2 separate regions of the Zea mays genome follow, and region 1 is linked to region 2. The links are chromatin contacts, called in public Hi-C maps. All regions are on one chromosome and are shown on one strand. Each heading gives the region's core, a stretch centred on a gene start, on an enhancer-like site or on the middle of the called end of the contact. The rest is flanking DNA. Distances are from core to core; before and after follow the strand shown.

Region 1 (6,096 bases), core at 1,688-4,187, 170 kb after region 2:
AATTGTTGACACGTGAAATGGACGGTATTCTTTGCTTGCAGATGCATTTGATACAGAACAACTTATGGAATGCATGAGAAATTTGCTGTTTTGCCACTCTCAAATTTGGCTGTCTGTTATTATGCCATCCCGTGTCTATGACTGGTGGGACCGTCTGTGTCTATGATTTGTGGGTCCGATGACATACTGGCGAAGGCCACAAATGATAATGGCAAAATTGCCAATGGCTCGGAATGCATGGTGCAGCTGAAACGTGCTCAACCTGCAAATGTTCCTATATATGATTTCAAGAAGCATCGACGGTGTTCTGAAACCTTTAGGAAGGTAGCAGTCACTCAGAAGCTTACCAGCATGAAAATTTTGCCAATCCTTCTCTTTTACGTCTGTTTGATGAGATGACTGTTTCAGACTATGAACGTAATTCCAATCAAATTGCCTTTATGTGCTCTTTTAGAGCAATTGCAACTTCATTTTTTGTCCCTCTTTATCTGCCCCAGATGGGCAATCTACAGCAAAGCAAATAAATTGGAGGTTTGCTTTTTGTTATTGCCATATTATATTTTTTATGTTACAGATATAAATATTGGTATAAATCGACACACTCAAAAATTAGCATCGTAAAATTCTGAACATTAGGTAAAACAAGAATACCAATATACATAAAGAAATTGAATTCTTATTTGTTCTGTTTAAAAGTAGGAAGCTCGTGCGATTGTAAGCTAGTATACTTCGCAAACCTTTTCCTAATTAAGTACCCGATCCAATATCATTGTCAGGTCAAAGCATCAAATGTCATTATTTTGGAGGGCATTTTAGTCTTCCATGATCAGAGAGTTCGCAATCTAATGGACATGAAATTTTTTGTAGACACAGGTTTATCCTCATTGTTACTGTATCATTTGTTTTGTTACAGCAATTATGAATTGCTCCTGAATGTATTCAGCTGAAACATTGTTCATTTATTTTATTGGGGGTCTGTGATGCACCAATCAGATACCGACATTAGGCTTGCTCGGTGAATCAGACGTGATACAGTTGAAAGAGGAAGAGATCTCGTCTCAGTGCTTGACCAGGTAGTCCTTTTATTTTTATTTTACCTTGGGTTTATAACTCTGGCTTATATATGCGCTTTTCATGTTTCCTTTTTTTCTATACAAGTGCTTGTATTGTAACATAAAATTATGATATAACTTAACAAATATCATTTGTACATGTATATTAGACCCATGTAGCTACCTTGCCGACGCATGAACGAGAAGACGGGTTATACTTTGTCGAAACCCTCTTCGCTAGTGACCATCACTCGTCACTGTAACCCGATGGTGATCGGCGGCCGTGAGCTTCCATGTTATTGTGTTATGATACTTGAGACTTTTATTATGACTATGTATGAGATATTGTTTCTTATTAGTACTGGATGATGAGATGTGTCTTATTATGGTTATGGATGAGACTTTTGTACTGTAATTGATGAGACTATGGATTTAAATATTGTTATGTGATTGTGTGTGAGTTGTTTTATGTGAAAATATATTGTGCTATATAGCTGTTGATATATTTGTTATGTTATGGAATGTGGTGTAAAATAAAAATAAACAACATTTGTAATGCTGGTCAAATTAACTTCCTAGATGCTTATTGGGCTGTAGGAAGTTACCCAGCTAACTTCCTAGGGGCTACAGTCAGCCGTAGGAAGTTAGTCCGCTGACGGCGTTGACGGCGTGAAACTACTAACTTCTGAGAGGCTTCTTTGGCTGTAGGAAGTTAGCTAACTTCCTAGAGGGCTCTAGGAAGTTAAGCTAACTTCCGACAAAAAATTTCCGAGAGCCAAACTTCCGACGGAATGGCTTAACTTCCGAGAGTTTAGCTAACTTCCTAGAGTTTAGAGCTAACTTCCTAGAGTTTAGGCTCTAGGAAGTTTACTATTTTGGTGTAGTGGTTGTCCTAGGAATTTGGGGTCAAAATTAATTAGGAACTGTACTGGACAAAAATAACAAAAACTAGGGCATAGGGGGCATATTGCACTACACCTCTTATCTAGAAGTGGAAACTACCCTAATGGGTATTTTTCTTGGTATCTAGGTGCAATAATAGAGAATTAAGCCAAATTTTACAAGGTTTTACTTAGTGGCCTTTTATCTAGGGTTTTTCAAATTTAAGACTAAAGAAGCACCTATAACAAGCTTGCCCTCTAAGAAGTGTCAAACAACAAATTTAGAAATTTTCCTAAGTTTGTTTTAGCACAAGAGCAGTAATTCTCAAAATCGGGGGTTTATCTCTTTAGGGATGATTTTCCATTATTTTCTAAAGTTATGCTTGTTTTGTCAAAATAAAAGGTTTCTATTCTTTTTCTTCCTAGACCAGGGTGGTTTGTATTTTTCCAAGGTTTTACATCATCTACTTAGTCTTGGAAAAATAGTGAGTTCCCTGGTTTCACTTATTTATTGTTTTTCTTGCTTTTATTTAGTTAAGGCTCTAAATAGTTTTAAGTGGTTAAACTGTATCAAAAGTTCTAGATCAGAGGGTTATACAACTTTATACATTGATAAATTCTATATTGCTTCTACTCAAAATTCCTTAGGCCTAATGCATACTTATTTTTCCCTTCTTATTTTGAAATGGGCAGATTATGATTCTAAATCAAAATTCCTAGAAAAGTACAGAGACCACATGGTTATATATTTTTAATTTAAAGTTTGACTTGTCCAAAGTATTGCAAAATTGGTTCTACCATTTTGGACTCCTATTTATTTAGTTATGCATTTCCTAAGTTCTTTGCAGATTAAATAAGCATTTAAATCAGAATAGAAAAGGAAAATCAACTTGCATCGAGGCCCCTGACCTTTTCTTAAGCTTTTTCTTTAAAATAAGTCATTCTGCTACTGTTCACATGAGTCCTAGTCTTTGCAGGAACCCCCTGCTTTTCCCTCCCCTTAACCTGCAGTCCTTAGCTCATCGGAACAGTGACCGCGAGGAAAATCAGGGCGGAGCGGTAGGGTAGTGTTCCAGGCGGGTGGTTGGAGAGGTCGGGAATGTTGTGGGGATCACGTTGATGGTCGGGTCGTGACCAGAGTTGACCGGAGTTGTCTAGGCCACGTCTCTCGGTGGCGGAGCTCGATGGCGACTTCGATTCCGGCTAGTCAGAGGCAGTAGCGTTCGGTCAGGTTGGCGGGAAGCTTCATTAGGTGACGATGGAGCTACTGATCCAAGGAATTGGATGACAGTGAAGGGTGGAGCTCAGGCCACGTTCACCGGCGGGCGCAAGGAATCTGACAAGGCCGATTTCCCTGTTCAGATGGGGTAGAGCTCCGGCTCGAGCTTGGCGAGGCTCTACGAACCTTTGGGGAAGCTGGAGTGGGCTGGGCACGGTGGCTGGCTCTTGGGGGGCGACGATGGCGCGTGTAGAGCTCACGAGAGTTAACAATGTCTCTAGCGAAGCTAGGCACTAGATTAAGGGAGCAACAGAGGGAGCAACCGATGGGTTGGGCAGCCTTTGCAGGCGCAAGCATGGCACGGGCATGGAAGTGTCTAACCGGTCGTGCGGGGGCGCGCGCGGGCAAAGCCCATTCGTCTCCTGCCAGCCGGCGTCGAACACCTAGCACTAGCGTGTTTGGCCATCTTCCCTCACGTGTAGTCACCTGTGTGATCCTTATCTTAGCAAAAACCTTATCTAAGATTTGATGCTTATACTTTAAGCTAGTTATGCTGTATGGGGTCACTAGATTTTGCTTACTGGCTGCGAAGATATGGAGGGAAAACTGGTTTGTCCCAGCCTAAACCCGAGGAAAATCTTGCGCCAAGTCATGTCAAATGGTTTGGTTTTCAAACATTTCTTGGGTATGCCTAGGGTAGTTTGGCGCCACTTTGTCAATTAGAGCATATGGTTTTGAGTCTTGTAGCTAATTTAACATGTAGGGTTTAGTTAGGGGCCGAAAATGGATTAGGGTTTTTTCTATTTTTTCTTTTGCTTCTCCCACTTAATTGACTTGTCTGGGGCTTTTGAAGAATCTATTTGGGGTATCACGCTTACTAACTTTTATAGGGTAAATAGTGAGCTACAACTTTTATTAATGTTCTAGTTCATGATTGTAACACCCCAGGTGTTTATCGTCTGCTCGACCATGAATGCGTACTTTAACACGTGGTAGCGGTGAATAACAGTCTCCTTGTCTTAATTTGTTTCGTGTGTCGCGAGTTTGACATCATTTTATTTTTATCTATCTGGACTCTTCCTCAATTTTCGTGATGTTCAGAACATAGTTGTTCCAAAAATCGGTGCGTCCGGTGATTATTTAAGGTTCATCGCTCGTGCAAATACGAATTTGGAAATAAGGGCAAGTGCATGTGGGCCCAATAACTTGGGAGGTTCTGCCACAACTGGTATCAGAGCAGGATTAAGTTTATACTGTCACATACTTATTTTCAAAACAAAGTTTTGGTTTTGGAAAACCTATTTTCAACTAAACACATTGTTTGGTTTTGAAAAACAGATTTGAAAAACTATAATGCTAGCGACATCCTCTGTTAAGCCCTAAATTAAGGACTATCAGGTGGCCTAGTTCAAAACAATAACCCATAACCGAGTGGATATTGCATATATGTGTATTGTTATTTTTGAGGCCATTCAGTTTTGAATGGATCGACGCTCAAGGTAAGGTGAGATGTGAGAGCATGACCGAACAAACGTCGGTCTAGGGGAGAGTATAAAAAGCGCTTGATTATATACATGTTCCACATATGTATATATGAAGGCTGCGAGGTGGAGTATTTAATTTTCTGGGAATTCAGTACCCCATGGATGTGTATGGGTATACATACATGGGAATACTGAGAAGTGTAATGTACTTATAACGACGCACCTACGCTCAGGTAAGAAGGTGAGTTACCATAATAGGCTGCCCTATGGTTAAAGTGTGGCAGCGGCACCTATACGTGGCTCGGCGCTTAATGAAGAGCTGGCCTCCATATAGAAATATATGGAGTATAAACTATGATAAACTGTCATGTGTGAACCGCATCATGGGAAATTGGGCTGTGATGGATTTTTCTGCAGGTACACTAACCTCGAAAACGTATGTGTAGCTAACGACTAGCAAAATACCGAGAGAGTCGTAAGTATGCCATCGATATAGAACGCTATTTCCACATCATGTTGGAAAAACGTGTGAGGACGAATAAGACGAGCTTGCATCCTGATTGTTGCATCATGTTTGTCACCTATATATCCAAACTGCTTATCTCGCCTTTATTCCAGTAACCAGTGATTGTAGATAATGTGGTGTAATGTTGTATTATGAACTTTGATGAAACAGTTGTCCTCCGTTCTTTAGGTAATATGTTTAGGTGTTATATGTGTTTGCCCTTGTACTGGATGTGCCGATAGAACGTTGGTGGTTTGTTTAAACCCAAAACTAGGCCATGTTCTTATTTAGGTAACCATGACCCAAAGTTGATTTTTCCGTTACCCCTCCATGACCCAAACTTATACAAATAAGCGCTTAGATAATTTCTTTGTTGGACGTAAGATGCATTCGGACTCCCAATAAGGATCTTGGCAATTAACTTATAACTTCCTTAGTGGTCGTGTTTCCATCCTAGATCCTGCCCTTTCTTAGTTGATACAGGTTGAGGTCTCTATTGTGTTTGGCCTCTCCTTGCGGATTATCTTGTCGCTTTATCAACCTAACCTAGGAAAGACATGTTCAATCATTTTCTTGAATTTAATGCCTTTGGTTTCCTCATATCTATCGAAGGCATACCAACTTAATCTTATGATTGTTTTCCCTCCGTATCTAATCATATACTACTCCTTGACCTTGTGATCTCTTCGATGGGCATAGAAATATGATTGGGGCTGAATTAACAATCTCCCATCGTACTCGTTTCATCAAGTTTAGGTTATGGCCATGTCTTGTTCATTTCCTCGGGCCATAATCTATCTGGCTCTCTACTTGTAACCATTTTTACAGGTGGAGTAACTCTTTGTATATTGTCACCCTTGCTCAATCTATTGGTGTGGCGTGAGATTTCTTATTGGTTATGTTTGGTAATGGTGTTATGACTAAAACCGATGGTACCGCGATAAAACCGAGGGCC
Region 2 (6,441 bases), core at 417-2,916:
TCACCTCAACAAAAGAGTGGAATACAGAGGAGTCCAGCACAAGATGTCTCCTCCCTGCAAAATGGGGAAGTCCATACAAATGGTGTTAATGACTCAAAAATTGAAAGAAATGCCGCTGTCATGCCTGTTTTAACTGGCAATCGAAGCAAATCTAGGTTTCCTATTTTTCTTCATACATAAATCATTCTTTCTGCTTACTGCTTCTGGAAGCGGTGTTTCATCTGACATTGATAAGCAGGAGCCAGAGCATGAGTGTTAATCACTCAATGAGCAAGAGTATGAGTATCAGTCCAAGAAGAAGCCCAATGAAAAGGTCAAGTACCAGCCCGAAGAGGTCACTTAGCAGGAGCCCTGTTGACAATAATCACAGTAGAAGCCCTATCCGTACTCCCAAAAGAAGCGTGAGCAGGAGTCCAGCCAGGCGGCAGATCATGAGCAGGAGCCCTGCTAGGAGCCCACCCAGAAATTCAAGCAGAAGCCTTCACATAAGCAGGAGTCCTGTTAAAGCCCACAGAAGAAGCATTAGCAGGAGCTCAGCTAGGTCCATGCAACAGAGAAGTCCAAGCAGGAGTCTGGAGAGAACTCATGTACGAAAAAGTATCAGTCCAAGCCCACCTTTGGAGAAGGGAAGAAGCATTACCCGTACCTCTGTGGTATCTCCATTGCGAAGTGTTAGTCGGAGCCCAGCAAGGATTTCAAGGAGCCCACATAGGCCTTCTAGGAGAAGCCCTATGAGAAGTCCACGATGGAACATACGCAGAAGCCTCAGCAGGAGCCCTGCAAGAATACCTAGAAGAAGTGTGAGCAGAAGCCCAGTAAGAGGTGGTCGACCTCGCAGGAACATTAGCAGAAGTCCCAGTCCACATCGCAGGGTAGTAACACCACCAAACAATGGAAGAAGCCCATCCAGGAGTGGTTCTCCTGATGGGTCACCAAAACGCATAAGACGTGGACGGGGTTTTACTCAGAGGTACTCATACGCAAGACAATATCGCTCACCTTCTGCTGATCGCTCACATCGTTATGGTGGAAGAAATGACCGTGACAGGTAATTTTGAATCAAAGTTTGATCTATTGTTTTCATTTGACTTAGAGTGTTAAATTACGTTTCCCCTCTTATGTAGATACATGGGTTACCGGGGTTCCCGCCATCGATCACCTCCTAGACGGTATAGAAGCCCACCCAGAGGAAGAGTGTCATCGCCAAGGTAAATAAACTGTTTATATGTGATATTTTTCTATGTGTATCAGCTTGTATTATCATTTGTGATGCTATGTCATGGAACTAACTCTGAATAGGCATAGATTTTTGTTTGCTATACTTGCTCCCCTCAGTTTAAATTTATAAGCCATTTTAACATTTTCGGTACATCAATTTTACTATGTATCTAGATATAACATATCTAGATACATAACAAAATTGATGTATCACAGAAGTCAAAGCGACTTATAATTTGGAATGGAGTATTATTTTTCTGAAGTTATTATTTGCAAATGATTGAAGCAATTTTATTTCGAGTTTTTTCTCAATCGGTATGCATAGCTGATTCTTGTGGTTGGTTCTTTGTCATGATTTCTTTTATTTTGGTACTTGAGGCGTGGTAGGTACAGGAGGAGGAGCCGAAGCGCCTCACGCAGCCCTGTCTACAGGGAAAGAGGAAGGGGAGGTGGATACAGCAAAAGCCCTATACGGAGCAGTTCACCCCCTGCCAGGAAACCAAGGTCACATGGTGACCGTGCACGGTCAGTTTCAAGAAGCCACCTTTCTGGGTCAGTATCAAGGTCTCCTCCAGTGCATCATCCCTCTCCACCTGATTCCCCATCAGTGAAGCATGCAAGTGATGAGAAATCTCAGTCCGCGTCCCCAGCTCTGTCACTGTCTGGTAGCCCTAATCGTGGAGGCAAGAAAGGTTTGGTTTCCTACGGGGATGGCTCACCTGATTCAGCTGGGAAGTAGGTTTCCACCGGGGCATTGAAATGTATCTTACACCGTTAGCCATTGGCTGTTGATCAGGTCCATCAATACTTTTTGTTATATTTCTACTGTAAGAAGCGGTTTGGTCCTTGAGCTGCCCAGCTGTTACATATGTTGTTTGGGATGATCGGCTATGTCCTTTGGTTATCACAAGAGTCGTAATTTGAGCTTAGGTTTTGCTGTTGCTAAACATGTAGCACAGATTCAGTGTGGGATTTTGATGTTATATAAGCTTCAACGCAAAGAATCATTACAATGTTTTGACCTCGGATGCCTAAGTACGATTCACAATTTATTTCTTTTGCATATTCAATTCTAATGTTTATGCATCTATTCAACAATTAATTTGGTTTGGCCGCATCATACTTTTCACTTTTCCCCGACATTTCTTTCTACTCTAAAGCACCAGTTTTGTAGGGCGTCCCCTCCCCTCTTGCATGGTTGTCTTATGGGCAACGACTTCTGTGCAAGCAAACCATCTGATCTATTAGATCGTGATCTAACCGTAGGTCACATTTAACATTTAAACCTTTTCACCACGAACTCAATAATCTTTATAAAAAACCTCTAACAAACCATGATTGTATCTGTGGTTGGATCGTAATATAATGTATCAGATAGTTTGCTTGCACGCTTGCATAGAATGACTGTTTGCATAGCAGTTGTTGCCTGTCCTATAGCTGTAAACGTTGCCCTCCCTCAACTAAGCCCTCTTGTGCCGCTGCCTCCCTGGATATCTGTAATCCGTAATGGCTCACTGCCTATGACCACGCTCCGTCCGCTAGCGTCACCGTTGCTTGCAGTTGTCCGTAATCCGTAATGTCACTGTTGCTTGTAGTTGTCCGTAATCCGTAATGGCTCACTGCCTGTGGCCACTCTCCGTCCGCTAGCGCCACCGTTGCTTGCAGTTGGTAGGCATGGTTCTTTAACCTGACAGGCGTGTGGTTCCCCGCTGTCTTTGCCACGCGAACGCGATTGGCAGCGGCGGCTGGAGCATGGAACAGCCCGCCATCGCTGGGGTGACGACGACAATGCCGTCGTGGATGTCTCCATTGCGGCCGGAACGAAGGCTATACTAGGTTTACCGATTTACCATATTTCTCAGCATATGTTTAGTACTTTTAAACGTTTGAATACGATACCACACGATAATCTTTATTCCAATTCCCTTCTATGGACATGACATCTCCCAGGGATCCGAGTCCACAAACAATTCTGTTGGGGACTTGTTCTCAAATGCTATGAGTTAAGAACAAGGCAACACAAAGTATTAAATGTTAATGTCCTTCGTCCTTCGAAGCATTATTTCCCTTAGGATATAACGATCTTCGGACGAAGGTCATGAAGGACGTACCTTTATCATCATGGTATGCGATAATGAAAGACAAAGCATATGAAACATGAAAGATAACATGAATAATCATATAATATTATTCACATGTCTTCATTATATAAACTTGGATATTTAAATACGACATTTGATTACATTTATACCTTCGGCTTGACAGAAGGCAAAAATCCAAGTGTTGCGCACGAGCGAATACAGGATAGCGTGAACAGTACAGGGGTATTGTTCATCTATTTATAGGCACAGGACACAGTCTGTGAGAAATTACATCCATGCACTTTACAAATGTTTACAATCATAGTACAAGCTATCTCGGGCCGATTGGTCATTTCATCTTTAAGTCGGTGCATCTGAAAATGTACTCCGAAGCTCTTTGGTTGATATCTTTGACTTTGTGTCGGTCTTCCGAAGGTGTTTCTTCTTATGGGACCTTCGGCGACGAAGCAGACCCCCAACAGTAGCCCCTTCACGGTGCCAGATCATTTTTTGTAACGAGCTCGACCCGTGAAAAATTCTCTCAGGCTTCGGAATGCCAATGGTCCGAAAACACCTTCCCTTAGCTCGTTGCCGAGAAACGATTTAAATATTCCGAGTGAAGGGTGGTCCCACCATACGACGGGTACGCATGATCTGGTGATTCAACTTATTGGGCACTATGGTCCACCGTTCAGTGGGTGCGGGTGACTGTTCAGCGGGTGCGAGCGGCTTGGCGATTCACCTTCCCACCTGCAGCACTTTATAAACAGACGGGTAGATGTGAAGTTACCACAACATTTACTGCTATTGTACTGTTGTGCTGTCGAAAAATTTGATCACAGCCGAAGCTTGTTCACCGTATTCTCAATCAAAAGATCACTTTGCTCTAGCTTCGTGACAAGAGGGAGCTTCGGCAAAGATAAAAAATAATCAACTTCGTCAAAACTCAAGAAATTTAACATCAAATGGCCAGGGTGCGCTCAACAGCTAGGGTTACACACGACAGAGAGGAAACCGAAGCTGCTGAAACTGCTCCGATTTCTGAAGTTATGAGGCGGTCGGGACTGGTTATGACGGAGGGTGCTTCTGACGAAGGCGCCCCTGCTACTGAAGCCGAGCAGGCTAATATTGAAGAGGGCGATACTGGTGAAGAAGAGATTGATTATAACACCGCTATGCCATCGAAGCCCAGCCATTTGAATTTTGGGAAGTCGACTGTGTCTAAAGCTGATATGGCTATGATGACGAAGCTTGGCTACTTCAGAGAAGCCGATAAGGGGTTGATTCGTTTTGGTGGGGAAGAGACTATCCCGAAACCAGAAAATGATGAAGTGGTGGTTTTTAAGAGCTTCTTCAAAGCAGGGTTGAGATTTCCTATGCACGGGATGATTGCAGATGTCTTGGAAATTTTTGAGATTTACCTCCATCAGCTGACCCCTAACGCCATTGTTAGGCTCAGCATGTATATCTGGGCTCTCCGAAGTCAAGGGGTGGAACCGCTCGCCGAAGCCTTCTGCCGAGTACATGAACTTCACTATCAGACGAAGGCTAGAGAAGACGGACTGCATGAGAACTTCGGCTGCTATAATTTTGCTTATCGCAAAGACATGAAGACACCGGTGGTTAGCTATCGCACTAAATGGCCGACCGGTTGGAAATCTGAATGGTTTTATGTTAAAATTGATGAGAAAAAGGAGAAGCTAGTTCAGAGCCCGTTGGAGCTAACCTTCGGGCTGACTAGGCCTCAGTGCAACATGACGCCGGGGGCACCATGCCCAGATGCTGTGTATGAGTTTAGAGTTGTATCTGAACACATTGGAACTAGGGATTTAGTTCAAGAATACTTGACCAACCGAGTATTCCCAACGCTAAGGGAATGGGGTATGCCGAAGCTTGAAGGAGAGAAGAAGAATGAACTCGTTCGGCTGCCCTATCATTTCAAGTTCAAAAAACACTTTAAAGAACCCTGCCAAGAATGGTTGGATACAATTGAAGTTATGTGCAATGAGATTTTGGGAAATTATAGGAGAAAAGAAGATCAGTTGATGACTGCAGCCTTCGGCGCTCGACCGAAGCGAAGATTGAATCGGGTAATGGATGCCCTGAATTTTGAATATCCAAACTATGAGCGATTGAATAAGGGCGCCGAAGGGCAAAAAAAGAAAAAGAATTGTTAGCGTTGTGGGCAGACAGGCTGCTAGAATGGTGAAAGAAGATGAAGAAATCCCGAAGAAGAGAAAACTGAGTCCTGAGCCGAAGGCAGTTGCTCCGAAGAAAAGGAAAGCTGCGGCTCCGAAGCAGAAGACGACTGATATAGAAGAAGAAACTCCTTCAACACCTTCTAATGCCAACGTGGAAGAAATTCTAAAGGTAATGACTGAATCCTTGCCTAACAAGCTAAGTCCACTAGGGCCACATCTGATGAAGCTTTTATAGAAGAAGAAGGAGCCTTTGGCAACGAAGAAGTCTGCTGGGCCGAAAAAACAAAGAATTATTAGTGTGACTGAAGCTATTGAAGAAACACCACCACCAACTTCGGCGTCAAAAGCACCAGTTGTCGAGAGCGCTATAGCTACCGAAGCTGCACCTACTGAAGCCGCAACTGCCGCAGCTGCAATGGCCGATGATGCAAATCTAGAAAGCACACTCTCTGATATTGATAAAATACTTCTGGATATGGCCGCAGAAGAAGCTGCTACAGCCGCCGAAGAGACCATGGCCACAGTGCCTGGGAAAGAGAAGGAGATAGCCGAAGATACCTCAGAAGAAGAAAATTTCAACTTTCAAAACTTAATTGGCCAAGAATTGTCAAAGGCCGAGAAAGAAGAATTGAGAGCCTATGCCATATCCTGCGGGTATCAGCCATGGACACTACTCTTCGGCGGTATTTACGATGAAAGCTTAGGTTGTCTCCGAGACCGAACCAGAGCGAAGGTTATCAGTACTTTATCGAAGAGTATTGGCTTCCCGAAGCTTGAGACCGATATCAGCCGCTACCGACGACAACATATCGTCTGTAGTTTATTCTATTCTAATTTCAAGGTAAAAACTTTTCTTCGACTTTTCATTGTTTTAACAACGAAGGTGTTTTCTAACGAAAGTTGCTTCTGCACAGAGTATGCTATTGAGTAAAGCTTTGAGA

Evidence for each region. Hi-C and Micro-C count contacts between places; a contact is called where the count stands out from the background.
Region 1: a Hi-C map of ear shows a contact between it and region 2, with 1.9 times the contacts expected there. The contact joins two enhancer-like sites. A contact is called at or near these places in 2 of 25 Hi-C or Micro-C datasets (ear and endosperm).

What each region holds. Positions count from the first base shown.
Region 1 is chr5:113,801,699-113,807,794 of Zm-B73-REFERENCE-NAM-5.0, forward strand. It overlaps LOC111589281 (a long non-coding RNA gene), which reads left to right. Exons shown (of 3, transcript XR_002748274.1): 3 at 1-389. Among protein-coding and RNA genes, the nearest start is that of LOC111589281, 4.0 kb to the left of the region's middle. Within about 2 kb of position 2,938, at least 9 of the 20 cell types and tissues checked have an H3K27ac peak or open chromatin away from gene starts, as enhancers often do. A contact at or near this core is called in ear, where this site is marked.
Region 2 is chr5:113,635,450-113,641,890 of Zm-B73-REFERENCE-NAM-5.0, forward strand. It overlaps LOC100192934 (Peptidyl-prolyl cis-trans isomerase CYP95), which reads left to right. Exons shown (of 14, transcript NM_001358497.1): 11 at 1-155; 12 at 239-1,048; 13 at 1,125-1,208; 14 at 1,606-2,269. The coding sequence ends at 1,957. Among protein-coding and RNA genes, the nearest start is that of LOC100192934, 12 kb to the left of the region's middle. Within about 2 kb of position 1,667, at least 10 of the 20 cell types and tissues checked have an H3K27ac peak or open chromatin away from gene starts, as enhancers often do. A contact at or near this core is called in ear, where this site is marked.